Regions from separate parts of the Mus musculus genome. Here region 1 is linked to region 2. Evidence: chromatin contacts called from public promoter capture Hi-C data. All regions are on one chromosome and are shown on one strand. The core of a region is the stretch at or near the end of the contact, and the rest is flanking DNA. Distances in the headings are between cores, read along the strand shown. Region 1 holds the start of A1cf (APOBEC1 complementation factor). Region 2 has its middle 29 kb from the start of Gldc.

Evidence for each region. Promoter capture Hi-C pulls out the DNA fragments that hold promoters and counts their contacts.
Region 1: a promoter capture Hi-C map of liver shows a contact between it and region 2, with 2.8 times the contacts expected there. The contact joins the promoter of A1cf here to the enhancer-like site in region 2. A contact is called at or near these places in 4 of 39 promoter capture datasets (the 3T3-L1 cell line, the HPC-7 cell line, liver and 1 more).

The regions. Positions count from the first base shown.
Region 1 is chr19:31,866,628-31,871,864 of GRCm38.p6, reverse strand. It overlaps A1cf (APOBEC1 complementation factor), which reads right to left and starts at 3,052. Exons shown (of 12, transcript NM_001081074.2): 1 at 3,006-3,052.
Region 2 is chr19:30,201,037-30,206,919 of GRCm38.p6, reverse strand. No RefSeq gene overlaps it. Among named protein-coding and RNA genes, the nearest start is that of Gldc, 29 kb to the right of the region's middle. Within about 2 kb of position 4,574, at least 11 of the 459 cell types and tissues checked have an H3K27ac peak or open chromatin away from gene starts, as enhancers often do. A contact at or near this core is called in liver, where this site is marked.

The sequences.
Region 1 (5,237 bases), core at 1,803-4,302, 1.7 Mb before region 2:
AAAGCCATAGCCTGTTTGGAATAGGGTTGATGGCTTAAAATGATAAATCATCTTTCCTGATCCATTTGGCAGTAAATATTTGTTAATGATAACTGACTAGATTTGCAGTCTTAAGCTAAGGGACAGATGGGTTTTGATGTTGAATATGCATGGTCACCTCTAGAGTGAGGCTTCTCTTCCAACTGCCTTTCCTGAGGAAGTTTGGACTGTTGGAGTTGCACTTGAGAGAAACCTAGTTACTGTGTCCATGGATAAGATAAAGCAGTGTTTATCCTCTGTCGATCAATACTGTCTTGTTTGAACTTTCTGAGTCGTGTACAGGCACATGTGGTAATGAAAGCCATTGGGCAATAGTACCCAAAGTATTACCCAGCATTCTAAAGGGATACCAGAGTTTTTTGATAGCTACTGAAATAGTTTTTAAACCATCTGTCTGTGTAATAAAGTTAACATGTACAGTGTCAGAATGTCAGAGTGTGAAACTATAGATGTCAATACAGACATGTTGAATTTTTAGTAGCAGCTTTGAGAAAGTCTCTAAAATGAAATTTATCCTGTTTGTAGTTTTGTGTGTGTGTGTGTGTGTGTGTGTGTGTGTATGTGTACAGGTTCCAAAGAAGTGCGGTGGCTTTTGTAAATAATGAGTTTCTTTATTTATATAGTTTTCTATTTTAATGGAATTGTTTTGAGAAAGCTAGTGGGTGGTAAGTTTAAGTTTTTCTGAAAAAAAAATGTTATTAATGGGACCATGGTAGAAGAGGTCAACTGGTTCCTAAGCACCAGTGCTCTACTTAATAATATTTATAATGTCCTGTAGGCACATCACACATCCATTTCACATCCGAGGAATCTGAGATCTCAGGAACTCAAGTAATGTGCACAGCTTCACAGGCCAGGGAGGTCTGGGGTAACTGTTCCAGCCTGATTATGTCTGTAAAAGAGTATGGCACTCTTTCTGGGATTAATTTTAAAGCCTTTAATCTAAGCATGGCTTTGTGGAGGATTGTGAAAGAATGTGATTTCTTGGAAGGTTTGGCTGAGATCAATCCAAATGTGGAGATTTCCATTGATCTGCGCATTGCAAATAGGCATGGGCTGCAAAAATATTTTACTCTTAGCCTGTAGCCTAACGAGTAAAATTTTGGAGAGATGCTGATAGACAAATGCTCCTGGAGGAAGAAGTTCTCTCTAAAGGAAGGTTAGGAAACTGCATTACTTGTTCTTTTGGCTAGTCCCAATGATAAACACCCATGTACACAGAGTGAATCCTAGTGACAGGGTACAGAGCACCCATGTGCTCTGCAAGTAGACCGCCTGACTGCGTAACCTGGCTATGTCACTTGCCTTTAACATCAAGTCTGTTAAATAATTTGTCTGAGCCTCAATCTAATAACAGTATGATATATAGTAGTATAGTATAATGATAGTATTAGCCTCATACGGGTATTCTAAGAATAACATGAATTTAAACTTAGAACATGTGCTTAGAAATGTGCTTGGTAATCTAACACTTAACAATGATTACTGTTACACTGAAGAGCACCCAGATGGTAAGATGGCCTGCTCTCTGTTGTCTTACTCAGCTCATTTGATTGACTGTTGGAGACGCATGTTTGTGACTCCCTATGCTCCTCAAGTGCAGTAGAGGTAATGTTGATATTGAAACATCACAGGTTAACTTGTCTAGTTAAAATGGCTACCCAAGATTTTGGATCCATTATGGTGTTCTGTGAGTGTCACTTAAAACAATCTGTTTGTAGCCAACTGTATTTTATCTTTCCCCTATATTTAATCCATAGTAAATTGGAGCATCAAGCTGTATGCACTTTCTTAAGCTGAGAAGTACCACTATTATTCCAGAAAACATGGTCTTAAAAATAAACCAGGTGTGTCTACTTCTCTGTGTCAGCCAGGGAACTCCTGATTGTTTGGACAGGTAAGTGACTTCCCTTTTATCTCCAGATTCCATTCCCTGACAGTACATGCTGCTGCCTTTTACTTTAGTGTTTCAAGCTAGACCAACTCAATTTGATTCTCCTAAATTACAACTCGAGTGGGAATTTACTAATATTTGGCTTACAAAACGTTAATCTCCTAGGATGCACAAATGATTTCTCAGTTTTCATGGAGACTTCCATCCGTACCTTGCACTAGTACAGAAATGTGTTTCATGGGGCTGCTTGATGGCTTGCTTTATTTATAGTGAACCAACACTGGCTCTTCAGGCAGAGAGTTGAGGTTTCTTATAGGACAGAAAATGCCCTGATCTATTTCCCACTTTAGAGCCATTGTATTTTGGCTCTTAGTTATCTTTTAGGTGCGAGAAAAATGATATTGCAAAAATACATGTGCTGTGCTGGTTGCTTAGTCTGTGAAAGCAATCTAATAAATAGACACTTCAGGGTTGATATTTAACACACTCAAAACACACACTTTTCCATAATGTTTTCTTTCCTTGCTAGACTCAAAAGAAAGTAGCTTAGGATATTATTTTTGGTTAGCAGGCTAATAGCAGAAGAAATAGCAAGAATTTATCCTGATTTTTTTTTATAATGTAGTAGCACACAGAAGTTAATTGAATAGGTGGTGTCTAAAGTATTAGAGGATACACAGAACTCAGAAGGCTGTGGGAGATGTGAAACTATGTCTTAATCACATTTCTGTTGTCGGGTCCTAGAGATCAGGACAGACAGTGAAACACAGCTCTCCCCAACAGCTAGCTGGAGGTTAGGTTTGCAGCACATGGGCTCCACTTGTGAACCCACGGATGACTCCACTTCCCACAAGTTGTGGAAGCATACCCACTCAAGAAGTATACCATGAAATTTATCCCCGCTCAGTCTAAGACACTGTTTAGCTTTCCGGTTGGTTTCATTCCCAAACGACGACAATTCTCTGCATTAGGCTCAGAGATAGTTAAGAGCACAAGTTGTTTTCATGCAATCTACCAGACACTACAACCCAGAATTGAAACAGAAAATACAAACAAAAAGCATGGGCCATACCTGAGCAATTTCTGAGGTTCCCCACCCGGAAAAGGTTCCTTGATTATGGCGAATTCAGCATGCCACTTTGGTTATATTCTAATCATCGTATCAAACTCCAAAGGTTCAGTGGCTGTAGGTTTGGTTTACAATTCCCGGGAGTTAAAGTTTAACTCACCCTGTCTCTTGCATCCACGCAGCCCTTTGACCAGGTAATTGGGTCACTATGGCCTGAACAGAAGCTCCAAAACTGTCTTCCTGCCTTGTTTACAAAATGGAAATGTATTTCGTATTACAACCACCGGGGTCAATAAGATTTTGAATCTAGATTATGAACATAAATGTTAAAGTTAAATTCATTCCATTTTAGATAACTAAGCTTCGCTTTACATTGTCACCCTGTTTATTTGCTATGTCGAAGTGATATACTAGGGAAGGTAATCTGGGAGACCCTGTTGTTGTGCCACACAGTCTTCTATTGCGATTGTGCATGGAGTAAACTGTAGAGTTTTAGGTCAAGTATGTAGATAAACGCTGGTTTTCCAACAGAAAATACAAAAAGCATTTATATAACCAAGTAGCTGAATTCAGGCCAGATCAGGTTGGGAAAACATTTCACTTCGTAGGATTTGCTTGTTCAGATTTGAAGAGGGAGCTTGCTCTTATGTAAGAGCCAGTGCTGTTGTTCATTGCTTGAAATCTCAGCAGTTGCTGTGCTTCTTAAAGAATAGATGACTTGTATTTTATAAAAATGTAAACTCTATCATTAAATTATGCAGCATGAGCACCAGTCTAAATAATAAACCTAAAAGGATTTTAAAAATCTGTTTATAAGATAAAAAGAACAAACCCCCTTACTTTTGAGTGATTTTTCTTTTTCTTTTCCTTTTCCTATTTTATTTTTTACATTCAAGGCTTGCAAAACACAGGCTGTAAAACTGGAATTAAGGAATACATTTCATTGGCTTCAGGTCAAGTAAGAAGAGCTTAATTTCCCAGAAGCCAACTTTGGTCACTTTTATCTGTAGCAAAATGTGAATGATCAAGGGATGCCACCATTGATGAGTTTTTTTTTTTTTTTGATTAGAGAGGAGATTAAAGATCTATTTATTGCAGTTGTCATTCTGCCTACAGCTTTACTCTTCATTGATTTACATTTCTTTCCAGTGAGTACACACCTGTCCTAACAAAAGCACCTCTAGAATTATTGATTTGCCCTGGAATTGTGCTTATGGAGAGTCAGCTAGGGCTACCAGTCACTGTTTCTCACATACGGACATTCAAAACTAAATGTCTCTACTTATTTCTTCTAGGGAATGGAACTGTTCACCAGAAACCTTGTTAGTTTTCCTAAGAGAAGCTCAACCAAGGCTTGTCTGGCTTCCCAGTGAGTGAGGAATTATTTGAGTCTGATCCTACAAAGAATTGTTGATATTGAGAGGCTGAAGGTCCTGGCAGCAGAGGGTCCTGATTGTGTGGTAGGTGGCTGGACTGTGGTAAGTGATATATATATATATGAAAGCAGGACCCTTTAGGTAGTTGGTGGAGACAGAAAAACATAACACACACACACGCACACACGCACACACACACAGGGAGAGAGAGAGAGAGAGAGAGAGAGAGAGAGAGAGAGAGAGAGAGAGAGAGAGAGGAGATAGATGATAGAAAGACAGACAGACAGGAAGAAAGAAAGAAAGAGAGAAAGGTAGATAGGTAGATAGAATTCTTCCTTCCTTCCTTCCTTCCTTCCTTCCTTCCTTCCTTCCTTCCTTCCTTCCTTCTTTCTTTCTTTCTTTCTTTCTTTCTTTCTTTCATATTTATTTTATTTATATGAGTACACTGTAGATGTCTTCAGACACACCAGACGAGGGCATCAGATCCTATTACAGATGGTTGTGAGCCACCATGAGGTTGCTGAGAATTGAACTCAGGACCTCTGGAAGAGCAGCCAGTGCTCTTAACTGCTGAGCCCTCTCTCCAGCCTGATAGGAATATTTCTTAACAACCTCCCTTTCGGTTCAAACTATCCCAAGTTTAAAGTGCTTCCTTTGGCTAACTCACGGAGTGGCACAGCTGAGCAGGGTAGGGAACGGTTTACTTCCTGACTGTCCACTGACTGCCTCTACCCAGCATCTCTGCCCAAGACACAGCACTAGAAAAAGATCCAAATTTAAAATTCAAAGTATGATCTTTCCTGGAATGCATGTCACTTTTACAGCAGCCAGGAGTTAGAGTTATCCAAGTGGAGCCAGT
Region 2 (5,883 bases), core at 3,325-5,824:
CTGGGTCAGTTGGGACAGTTGGAGCCAGCGACTTAATCTCTGTAAAACTCTGTTAAAGATTTCTATGAACTACCACATGCCTTCCCTCATGTGATGCCCTCTCTGCTGTTCAATACAGAGCAAAGCCCTTTGTTAAAAGACATATATCAGCCAGGCGGTGGTGGCGCACGCCTTTAATCCCAGCAATCGAGAGGCAGAGGCAGGCGGATTTCTGAGTTCGAGGCCAGCCTGGTCTACAGAGTGAGTTCCAGGACAGCCAGGGTTATACAGAGAAACCCTGTCTCGAAAAACCAAAAAAAAAAAAAAAAAAAAGGCATATATCACAGACAGAGTAGAGAAAGAGAGAACCATAGACACACACACACAGCTCATACAACAGACATCACACACACAGACATAGACACAGGGACACACAGATTCACAAACTCTTCAGGCAGGCCCAGATTCGGACTCCCACAAGCGATGGACAGAAGATGGATGGCAGGGAGCATGAACTAGAAAATACAAATCTGCACTCCTGTGTAAACCACTCCAAGGGGAAGTGGTTTTTTTATTGCTTTCCTTTAACGTGGCACGAAGGCATTACCCACTGGAGTCCATCACTAATGCATTACAATCTGTGCACAGCACCACCCTGCAGACTGGATGCGATTCTCCCTTCCCTTCCCTGATATGACATATGAAAAGCACCCTCTAACAGCATGAGGTGGGACGCTGACCTCCAGGACTCCAATCCCACAGCTTCCGTGCCAACACTTATTCTGCCATGAATGATTAGTGTGAGGATCAAACACTCTGCATGGAAAATGATCAACACCCACCCTGTGCTCATGTGACTTGTCCACTGATTACACTAGCACAGAAATACATGTCTAGTATCCACCACCGTGCAGTAGGTGACTGGCAAAAATGGGATATGGCTTCAACTGAAGAAGTCAAAGGGACATATCTCAAGACAACAGACTATATTGCAATCTAAAGGACTATTGTATTTGGGGGGGGGGTGTCCAGTGCTGGAATGATCCCAGGTCCTTGCACATGTTTGGTGAGTGGTCTACCACTGAACAAATTCCTCAGTCCTCAGATTAATTTTTTATTGGGGGAGGAAGGATAGGAACAGAGTTTTGGATCTTGGGCCTCATGCATGCCAAGCAAGCACTCTATACCCCTGAGCTGCAGCACACAAAAGATTTTGATGAGAGGGATTGGTCTGTGCAGTGCTGTAAGCTCAGGTTCCCATCTCACGTCAATGTCCTGAAATCGTAAATCTGGTATCCAAAATCAAAACGGTACATGTGCGGTTTGTGAAAACGAACACTAGATGGCAGCATTCCGGCAGGATGAGCTGAATCTGCCCAAACTCCCTGCTCAGGTCGTCCCATAAGGCCACACAAACTCGAGACCCTCAGGTCATCTGGAATGCCTCAGCTGGAAACACAGTTAGGGAAAATGACTTGAAATTGCAATTACTACATGACGAGAGAGATGAGGGGAGACGTTTGTGTCCAGCACTCAATGTTCTGAGCACTTCTTTTTCAAAGAGCAAATAAGGGCTTTGCAGTCCCAATAGGACCCACCTAGAAGTGTCCTTATGTAAATGCATACTCACATATATACAGACACATAAGCATATCTTCTACTGAGGCAAAATAAACAAGAGGTAATTGTAGCTTCACTGTAGTGAATGGATCATGGATCCTTAATCTCGTTTCTCTTTATTCTCGTTCATGTTTTCAACAGCAATTTCCTTTTTAAATTTTCTTTTGTATTTATTGATATTGTTGTATATATTCGAGTCCTTTGCCTGAATGTGTGTATGTGATACACAATACCAGCAGTGCCTGCAGTAGCCAGCAGTGGGTGTTGGACCTCTTGGAACTAGAGTTGTAAATGGTTGTTAGCAAGCATGTGGGTGCTGGGAACCAAACCCAGGCCCTGTGCAAGAGCAACAAGTGCTCTAACTGCTGAGCCATCCAGCCCCTCAACAACTATTTCTTAAGTACACCGAGAGCGAGGCATTAAGTGTGAGCCACTCTCTCAAAACCCAAAACCAGCTCGAGACAGAGGGTGGCTGATCTGTGCGTGCTTTAAAAGCTTTTGTTGTAAAACCATCTGCTGAGGCCCTGAGTTTGGTTCATAGAACCACCATGGTGGAAGGAGAGTACCAGCTTCCACATGCACACACACACACACACACACACACACACACACACACACACATATGTGGATCTCTGTGAGTTCCAGACCAGCCTGATCTACATAGTGAGTTCCAAGGCAGCCAGAGCAACATAGTGAGACCCTGTCTCAAAAGAAAAGAGGAGAGGAGGGGAGGGGTTGAGGGGAGGGGAGGAGAGGGGAGAAGAGGGTAGGGGAGGAGACACATATACACATATACATACATACATATATACATACATTCATACATGCATATGTGGGGGGTGGGCAATGTGGTATAAGTTCCTCAACTTAATTCCAGCTGTTTTTGTTTTGTTTTTTTGTTTGTTTGTTTGTTTGTTTGTTTGTTTGAGACAGGGTTTCTCTGTACATCCCTGGCTGTCCTGGAACTCACTTTGTAGACCAGGCTGGCCTCGAACTCAGAAATCCGCCTGCCTCTGCCTCCCGAGAGCTGGGATTAAAGGCGTGTGCCACCACTGCCTGGCTAATTCCAGCTGTTTTGAAAGTGAAGGGCAGGAAAGCAGGAAGATCCTGAGTTCCACACCAACCTGGGAAATGTAGTGAGACCTCCTCTTTTCTCCCCCAAGATTAACCAGATGTATTTTCCAGAAAGCCAATATTATGTGTGCATTAGAGGATAGTAGAGTTGTGATAGGCCAGATGAAAAAGCATCTAGGCACAGTTTAACAAAACACACGAAGTCCTGAGAGTGTGGGGCTAGAAAGCAAGTATCAAGTCTGGTGGAAATACATATAAATAGAGCCTGTCCCATTTTTAGACAGTGTGTTGCTATGTAGCCAGAGCTGACTGTGGCTCTTGTTAACTCATGATTCTCCTGTCTTAGTGCCATACCCTCCCAAATGCTGGGTTACAGTTAGAGACCACCATGCCAGGCTAGCAGTCATTTTTAAATATTTGTGTATTTTGAGATTCTCTTTCCTCCCTCCATCCCCTCCTACATAACCCCTGACACTGGTATTTTTCAAATCTATGGCCCCTTTTTCTTTCTTTGTTGTCCCATATATACATACGTACATAAACATACAAGATACATTTCTAAATATATAAATACAACCTGCTCAGTCCATATAATGCTACTTGTATCTATGGTGTGGGCTGACCGTTAGTATTGGATAACCAGCTGGTGTGTTCTTCCTTGGGGAAGACTATTTCTCCCATTCTAAGCATTGCTCAGCTGCCTGTAGTTCTTTGTCTAAGGTTGAGGTATCATGGGCTTTCCCCCTCCCACATTACCAGGTCTGTTGGCGCCCTCTTTGTTCAGGTCATGTTTAGGTAGCCCTGGTGGCGAAATCTCATCTCTGGCATTTCTAGAAGACACAATCTCCTAGCAAACTCCCTGTTTCTCTGGCTCTTATACTCTTTCCACCTCCTCTTCCACAATGATTCCTGATCCCTAGGGGCAGGAACTATGTTGTAGATGCCTCACTATGGACCGGGCCCCACAATGGCATTTAGGTTGATTAGAGCTCTCTATAATGTTCTCCATCTGTTGCAGAGAGGAGTTTCTTTTCTTTTTCTTTTTTTTTTCTTTTCATTTTGGTTTTGGTTTTTCGAGACAGGGTTTCTCTGTGCAGCCCTAGCTATCCTGGAACTCACTCTGTAGACCTTTCTGGCCTCGAACTCAGAAATCTGCCTGCCTCTGCCTTCCGAGCGCTGTGATTAAAGGCGTGTGCCACCACGCTCGGCTTTTTTGTTGTTGTTTTCTTTGTTGTTGTTGTTTGTTTTGTTTTGTTTTTGTTTTTGTTTTTGTTTTTGTTTTTTTCGAGACAGGGTTTCTCTGTGTAGACCTGGCTGTCCTGGAACTCACTCTGTAGACCAGGCTGGCCTCGAACTCAGAAATCCACCTGCCTCTGCCTCCCAAGTGCTGGGATTAAAGGCCTGTGCCACCACGCCTGGCAGGAGTTTTCTCAATGAGGGCTGAGCACTACACTCGCCTGTAAGTGCAAGAGTAAATAGTTAGAATATAGTTAAGGGTTTTGCTGGTTTGGTTAAGTGCATTTTCTTGCACATACAAACTGCTTAATGTGTGGAGTTTAGAGTCGGGTCTGATGAAACTGAGCAGAAGGGCCGTGACAGTTCCCCAGCCTGTCGAGCTGCCTTTGAAGATGCAGCAAGTGTTCTGATGGACGGCGACACTGTGCAGGCCACTCAACAGTCGCTGCAACCTTTCACATACAGTTCAGTCACTACCTGGGCACAACCCTAAGAGGTGGAAGTCTTTTATGGCACAGAGTCTCTGCTCTGTCTGGAAGGGTTGTGTTCCGCCTGTGACCGATGTTTTGCCCTTCCTGAGCTTTGCTGACCCTCAGTGTACTCTCCCACAGGGCTGATGGACTTGGAAGAGACGGAGAGGTGTGAATGATTAATAGGAAAGGATTCATGACGCCACGGCCAGTGAGACATTGCTGGAGCAGGGCTGTACAGATAGTGAAGGGAGCCTGTCTGCACTGAAGTGCGAGTTTTCATTTTAAAGAAAGAACATCATAAGCCAGCACTCAAGAGTTTCTGCAAAGGGGAGAGTGGAGGAAAAGAATTCTTTTCTCCTTGTTTTTGTTTTTATTTTTGTTTCTGTTTTAAGACAAAGTCATAGGCTGGCCTCTAGCTTCTACCTCCCAACTGCTGGTATTATAAGTGTATGCCACCACTTATGGTGTTTTGTTGTGGATGTTGTTTGAGTCCGGCTTTTGCTACGTATTCCTAGCTGGCTTCAAACCCAAGGCAGTCCTCCTGTCTAAGCCTCTTTCATACTGGGATTGCATGTGTGTGCTATCTTACCTAGCTTGGAAACTGTTCCTAGAAACTGAGTCCACTTCCTGCTACTTCATCAAGAGAGAGGTTTGGGAGAGTTAGGAAAGCTTTGGGGAGGCAGGGGATAGTCAGAACTGGGGAGATAGAGCTCCACGTGCTAGCCAATTTCCCTGCCGCTAACCTGCTTCCTGGGTCGCTTCTGTTTTTGGCCTAGAAAAGAAATCCTTCACATGTACCATATTTTCTTTATCCATTCTTCAGTTGATGGGCATCTGGGTTGTTCCTAGCTTCTGGCTAGTGTGAATAATGCTGCTATGAACATAATTGATCAAGTGTCCCTGTGCTATGGTGGAGAATCTTTTGAGTATATGCCCAGGAGTGGTATAGCTGGATCTTAGGGTAGAAATATTCTCAATATTCTGAGAGACCACCAAATTGACTTCCAGAGGGTTGTACAAGTTTGCACTCCCATCAGCGGTGGAGGAGTGTTCCTCTTGCTCCATATCCTGGACAGCCTGTGACCTTAGTCATTCTGACAGGTATAAGATAGAATTTAAGAGTCATTTTGATTTGCATTTCCCTGATGACTACAGATGTTGGAGATTTCTTTAAGTGCTTCTCAGCCATTAGAGATTCCTCTGTTGAGAATTCTGTTTAGCTCTGTATCCATTTTTTAAAGTGGGTTATTGGTTTGTTGCTGTCTAATTTCTTGAGTTCTTTACATATTTTGGATATTAGTCCTCCATCAGCTGTATATGGTTGGTGAAGATCTTTTTGTTGCTTGTAATTTTAAAAACATTCTTGCTGCTTTGGCTGGAGCCATACTCTTGGCTTAGCTCCGAGATCATGCTCCCACCAGCCCTAGTTCCCCACCCCCAATCCCTCTGCCAATGACCAGTTGGCCTTTCTTTCCCAGGAACTGCAATTGCTCCCCTAGTC